2 separate regions of the Zea mays genome follow, and region 1 is linked to region 2. A link is a contact called in public Hi-C data. All regions are on one chromosome and are shown on one strand. Each heading gives the region's core, a stretch centred on a gene start, on an enhancer-like site or on the middle of the called end of the contact. The rest is flanking DNA. Distances are from core to core; before and after follow the strand shown. Region 1 holds the start of LOC103643455 (probable methyltransferase PMT1). Region 2 holds the start of LOC100382556.

The links. Hi-C and Micro-C count contacts between places; a contact is called where the count stands out from the background.
Region 1: a Hi-C map of tassel shows a contact between it and region 2, with 3 times the contacts expected there. The contact joins the promoter of LOC103643455 here to the promoter of LOC100382556 in region 2. A contact is called at or near these places in 8 of 25 Hi-C or Micro-C datasets (bundle sheath, ear, leaf and 2 more) and 1 of 3 datasets of contacts at active chromatin or transcription factors (leaf).

What each region holds. Positions count from the first base shown.
Region 1 is chr1:237,422,299-237,425,666 of Zm-B73-REFERENCE-NAM-5.0, forward strand. It overlaps LOC103643455 (probable methyltransferase PMT1), which reads right to left and starts at 1,974. Exons shown (of 8, transcript XM_008666650.3): 1 at 1,779-1,974; 2 at 507-838; 3 at 261-425. The coding sequence starts at 743.
Region 2 is chr1:237,226,184-237,229,643 of Zm-B73-REFERENCE-NAM-5.0, forward strand. It overlaps LOC100382556, which reads right to left and starts at 1,306. Exons shown (of 27, transcript NM_001361666.1): 1 at 1,052-1,306; 2 at 71-148. The coding sequence starts at 1,186.

The sequences.
Region 1 (3,368 bases), core at 724-3,223, 200 kb after region 2:
ACTTATAACCATGTCTTGAGACAACTAAGGCAAAATTATCTTAGTCAACTTGCAAAAGAGCTTGTATTATTGATCGAATGAAGCACATACTACTATATACAAGATGCAGTATTGCAGTTGCTGCAAATATTACATTAAAAAGACTGGTTGAAAGCTTGAAATAGTCAGTCTATGAACTCAAGTCAAGCGAAGATATATCTCATGCAAGATCTAATTGGAATAAAAGAACACTTTGAGAGAAGAGTTAGATCAGTAGTGACCTTATAGCCATGTGGTGGAGGAATCAAGCAATTAAAACGCCTTTCAGGTGGAGGGCAATGCCTCTCATAGTGCTCCATCAGGTTTAAATCCAGCTTCAGCCTCATTTGATATATCAAGTTCCGATCCAAGCAGGGGATCAGCTCAGAGTGCCGGTCATCACACACCTAAACACCCAATAAAAAACACTTACAATCATGAATAGACAATCCACAAAAGAAAAGGACTGATCACTCGTTGGGACTTACAAGAAAGCTCTTAGGCTTGACATCATCTGCATCCCCGGTTCCAAAAATGGACTCTTCAGAACCATCATCACTGCCCCATCCAAGTGACCGTGAGAATTTGGTCCCGTACTCAAATGCGGTGCTCCCAGCCTGTCCATTGGAGCCCGAGAAATACAAGAAGAGGAGGCATAGGCACACGATCATCACACAGCACAGCACAACCGGCTTGCTGTTCCCGGAGTCATTTCTCCCCCTCATCTCGGATCCTAACTTGCCTTGCCCTCCCTCTAGTAAGCACAGGCCCCAGGATTCATAAACGACTGACTGGAATTCCTCCCCTCTCAGTCACAGATCTGCAAAGAACATCAATCCTCAGAAACAACCCTATCACTGTCAGAAGCTATCAGTAAACAAGAAACCCTACCACAAACACACAACCTGCAGAACTGAAACCAAGATGGAAGCCTCCGAAGAACGGAAATCGTTGGGAAGAATTAAATTCTCCAATCAAACGCCACAAGACATGTCCAATATGCAATTAAACGGGGAATTTCCTGTCAAGTAAGCCAACCTTCAGTGCCCAAAGCTGAAAAAGAAACAGCAGCAGCAGTGAAGTGGGGGACAGAACACAAAGAGCAAAGACCACCACCCCTTTAAATAAAGCTCCCTTTTGCGGGGTTCCGATCTCGGGGGTTCTTGTTGGAGGAAGCGGGCTTGGAGTTCGGTTCACCCGCACCGAAACTTACGAACTTGGATTAGGCGGCAGAGCATACACGGAAAAGAAAATTCGGATTTGACGCTTTTTTTTATTAGGCAACCAGACGCATAAAAAAACTTTGAATTTGACGCGGTTCAAATGCGCGACAGCGACGAGCACCACTGCGGCAGGGTACAGCAGTGCGACGCGTGATGGAAGTGGAATACGTGCGGCGCAAGAGCAGAAACAGATTGAAAAATCGCAAACTAACCACTTGAACGCGCAGCCTACTCCCAAAACTGACGAAACCAACTGAATCCTAATAGACGAGAAAAACACCGAACGGAAGCAACAACAGCACGGGATAGAAAATCCACCGCGACCGCTGCGCAGGCACCGGGCTGAAATCGCGCAAGCGAGCGCGCGTATCCACGGCTGCTGCTACCTCCGGCGAATCCCGTCGGCTCCGAGGGAGCGCCGGGCCATGCGAACGGCGGCAACAGATCGAGCAAGGCTGCCCCGCCCGAGGCGGCGGCCCGCATTGCGTCGCGGGCCGGCCGAGAGGAGGGAAGGGGTGGAGGGACAGAGCAATGCACCGTATCGCGGGTCGCAGCGCCACCGCGGGGCGCGGTCGTCTCCGGTCTCAGGGCAGGGTCGGGGCGGAGAGGCAACCAGTCGCGGGGCGAGCGAGCGAGCGAGAGCCAGCGGAAGGCCTCGACTTGCGGGGTAGTCGGGTAGAGCGAGCGAATGTGGGTATTGGCCTATTGGATGAAAGCTGGGCTGCGGTGAGTTAGTGGCAGGATGACGACGACGCGGGGATTAATAATTAATAGTAACATGACAATTAACTATAGATGTTTAATAAGCACGAGGCACGCGAGCCCGACACAAAGCCCGTTGTTTGGGTCTGGTTTGAGCCCGGCACGGCCCGGTTCTATGCGGGTTCGGACCGGCCTAGACAGAAAACTAGGCATGGTAGGCTAGCACAGCACGGCCTATTTACCCTAAACCCGTTAAATCCGTTTTTTTGCACTAAAACGTGTTTACCGGCCCGTTTAGCTGCTTTTCGGTCCGCTTTTTCGTGCTAAACGGGACAGCCCGACCTGTTTAGGCCCACTGCGGGCCGGGCTCGACCAAGAAATCGAGCCTGTGGGCTTAAACGGTCCGGCCTAGTTTTCTAACCGTGCCTGGCGGGTCGGGCCCAGGCCGGACCGGGCCGGGCGGCCCGTTTGGCCATCTCTACAATTATCTGAGCCCAGCAGATTTTCACGGATCGGTTTATGAAAGTAAAAAATAGACAAAAACGGATTTAGATTGTATACCGCGGCTGCTTATCCATCCTACCTTTCGTCATATCTCTTAAGGCTAATTTGAAAGCCACAAAACCTAAAGGGATTGAAGAATCTAAAATTTCACTTATTCAATTTGAATAAAAGGGGGATTTTAGTCCCTTAAAACACTCTGGTATTTTAACTCCTAAATTAGTCCTAATTTTAAACTTAGATCTCGTTTGGTTTCAGGGAGTAAAGATTATTAGTCTCTTCATTTTAGTCTTTAAATTATCAAACGGTGGGACTAAAACATAGACTAAAATAGTCTCTAGTGACTAAATTGTCAAACAGTGGGAGTGACTAAAAAGAATTAAATCATATTAATTTCACTTTTCACCCCTCATTTATTTCAATTGCACTATTTTTGCGGGAAAATGCTAAAAGGCATTTTGGTCTTTTTATGATTCATTTAATGTGTTCTTGATACTTTAGTCCCTACAACCAAAGCAGCGCAGAGACTAAACTTTAAGACTCGTTTGGTTTGAAAGACTAAAGATTAGTTTCTCTATTTTAGTATCAATTAATCACTAAATTGTCAAACAATGAGACTAAAATAGAGACTAAACAGTTTGTCTCTAGTCTCTCGAGAGGTGACTAAAAGTGACTAAATCATATTAATTCCACTTTTGCCCTCCTTTATTTTAGTTGAACTAATGGCGGGAGAATGCTAAAGGGTATTTTGGTCCTCTTATGAATCATTTAATGCGTTCTGAATACTTTTAGTCCCAAGAACCAAACAGGATAGAGACCAAACTTCAGTCATTTAACTAAACTTTAGTCCATAGACTAAAGAACCAAACCAAACGAGCCATGTTTGATTTTCTTAGTCCATACTAAAGTTTAGTCCATAACTCG
Region 2 (3,460 bases), core at 56-2,555:
TGAAAACTAAGTAAACTATAACATTTCCAAATAAATCATGCAAGGTGCGGATACGTCTCTTTCTGTTTACCTTGCTTCTGAGGGTCTGAGAACAAAAGATGAGAGTTTCTAAATTACTGCTTTCATCATGAAGTAAACTGTCAGCTACCTGCATAAGAAGAATTAGAAAAACACTCAAATATGCTCAACTTGGCAATAAAATGGCTGCAATATAATACCATGTCGAAGAAAATTCATCTGACATAATCCAGAATACATTCCAAGCCGACAAAAAACTATACATTTTATACAAACACAATATATATACCCATAATAGATCAAGAAATTAGAAAACACTGAAAGAGTGTCATCTTTGGTGAATTCCCGCAACTTGCAAATGCGCACATTGCCAAATGCCAATGCACAACTCTATCCTCCATTCATCTTCTTAAATCATCACTTCCTAACAGAGTAACAGCAGTCTGTTCAAAGGCCTGGATAGCCAAAGCAACGCGTTACACATCCCAACCTCCAATTACAGGAGATGGACTAAGTTGAACCAGTCAGTGGCACACTGGCATCGCATCGAACTCGCATAGAAGTCCTATAAAAGACACTTGGATGAAGCTCAACTTGTAGATTTAGGTCATCAGCATTCACTACAAAGTAGTAACCCTAATCTAGAAGGAATTGACTGGATTGAAAAGTAAACTGTACCTAAAATATCCAGTCTTTGAGTTTTCCAAACTAACGCACACCAACTGAGACCAAAACCCTCAGCTGTAGCACACACACTGTGCAGTCTGCAGGGGTCAGAACAAAATGCCACTCCTATAAATCTAATCGCGATCCCCACCTTCTCCTATGGAGCTAGCTTCGGACAGATTGCAGAACCACTCCGAACGGTAATACAATTCACACTAGCTCAGGCCGAATTCACACGACTACATGAAAATTCCCCTCTGAGCCAACCCAAGTTAGCAGCGTCCGACTCCCTAAACTCAGAAACCAACCCTCACCCAGCTCAGGACACGAACAGGAAGAGAGCGAATCGAGAGAAGCGTGCGCACACCTGCCAGGCGTCGAGCGTGTGCTGGAACTCCTGAAGCCAGCGATCGGCGGCGGTGCGGATGGCGTCGTCCGGGTGGTGATACAGCGCCGCGAGCGCCTCCTTCACCGTCGCCGTCGCCGTCGCCTGCGCTTCCATGACAGCGACGGCGTCGCCCAGCTCTAACCCTCCCTCAGCCGCCTACTTCTCTCTCTCCACGCTAACCTCCCGAAGTATTCCTCCGGCGAGCTGGTTGGATCTGGCGAGGGATTCGTCGGGTGGGTAGGGTTTAACAGAGGAAATTTTGAAACTAGGTGAGGATGGGAGCAGACAAGTCCGGCCGTGGTTTGCGTTGCGCGTGCCTGCGCGATTCGACGAGTATAGACGGACTTGTTTAAATTTTCCTTTCTTTTTTGTTTGGCTTTTGCGCGGTAATTAATTTTCGTTGTGATGCTGGGTGTGAGTTGGCCGTCTGTCTAATGCACGTGGGCTCTGGTCTGGCGTAATGATGGGAGCTTATTAGTTGTCGATGGTTGTTCATTCATACAAGAGGCCACGAGAATTGGATATCTTTATTTTCTTTAGTGTTTTGACGATCGTGCTCTTGTACTAACTATTAAGAATGCAGTGTAGACTGTCCTCGCTTCCTACCCGCACGCGTAACTGCCTCCCGCATCACACGCCTAGCCGCCGCGAAACCCCCGCGCTCCGAGATCTCGCATCCGCCGATTCCGCCGCCACCACCTCCTCCTCTCCCCCTCACCGCGCGTCCGCATCCGCCGATTCCGCCACCTCCTCCTCCTCCTCGCTCCATCTATGGAAGGCCACCACGCAACAGCCCATCTCCGCTCTACTCACCTCGATTCCCCCCATGGCCATGGCGACAATGGAGGCCACCACGCTGACAGCGCTGCTCAAGGAGGCGGTCGCCGCCTTCCCGACCCGTCGCGTAGTTGTCGTACCGGGCAGGCTGGAGCTCACGCACGCCGCCCTCGACGCTCTCATCGACGCGGCGGCCGCACAACTCGCCGCCGACGCCAGATTTCTCCCGGGCCACGTTGTCGCGCTCTCCTTCCCAACACCGTCGAGGTTCGTCTCCTTTCGAATTCGATCGATCATGTTCCTGCCTGCGCGACGCAGAGCCCCAGAGTAGCAGGAGTCGGGACCTGACGCGCGTGCGAACGCGGTCTGTATGTACACAGCTGGTGGTCATGTTCGTGGCGGTGATCCGCGCGCGCGGCGTGGTGGTGACGCTCAACCCGGCTACACACAGGAGGAGTTCGAGTTCTACCTCCCCGACTCGGAGCCGCGCCTCCTCGTCACCAACGCGGAGGGCAACGTGGCGGTGCAGGCGGGCGCTGCCAAGCTCAGGCTCGCCCACGCCGCCACCAGCCTCCACGACGCGGCCGACCCTGTCCACCTCGCCGACCTCCCGGTCCCGGCTCTGGAGAACGGGTCTCACATCGGTGGTGCGGCGGGCTCTCTCTCCCCCGGCGCTATCGCGCTCGCCTGCTCCCTCTACGCCCCATCTGCTGCGAGACCCTCGGCGCGCTCCTTGACCCCAATGACATCGCCTTCCTCACCAATCGCGCCACCGCCTACCTCCACATGGGCAAGGTCTCTCCCGGTTCGTGTTCCCACTCTCCGTTCCCACATGAGGCAATGAACCATGGTGCTCTCCAACTATCCACAACGCTCTCCTTCAGTATGTGGCCCCACTGCCATCAACAACGACGCCGCCCCACTGCATCCATGGACACCGGGAAAGACGATCAACTCAGAACCTCCTCAAGGCTCCGTCCCTCTACGCCACGCGTGGGGTCTCCCACTGTCACACTAACCCTCACCTTCAACCTCAAGGACTCTCCGATTTTCTAGCAGGTTTATGCAGGATTTGTCTCCCTCTTGTACTCCGATTTTTCTTTTAATGTGATTTTATGACTTATTTGGTGGATTTTAATTCTTATATTTTGGCTGCGATTTGGGACGAATTTCTTGAAGGATTTTGGTGATAGAACATGTGAGGAGACTTCTTAATCTTTAGTTGATTTAATCCCCTCAAGCGCCTTCGTTTTTGGTTTCCCCAAAAATTCCCATTTCAAATGGTTCCTAAATCTCTTTTAAAAAAATAGTTTGTTTATGGTTTTTGTGAGTACGTGGTGAGGGCCTTATGCCTGTCAGATTTGATTCGTTTAGATTTAACATTTTTCAGGGAAATCTGAACTACAGTATGTTATGTATCAACTTTTTAGATGACAACAACTAGCCTGCTCTCCTTAAAATTTACAGTCCATTTACCTATGCCTTTCAGTGTCCATGGGGTTGTTGTTGTGAAGCCTTGCAATTCATTTGTTGGGTTCAGTAGAGTCTGCAACATGACCATTTAATTCTATACCTTCACTTCTCTAAAACGTCAAATATTCTTCATATGAT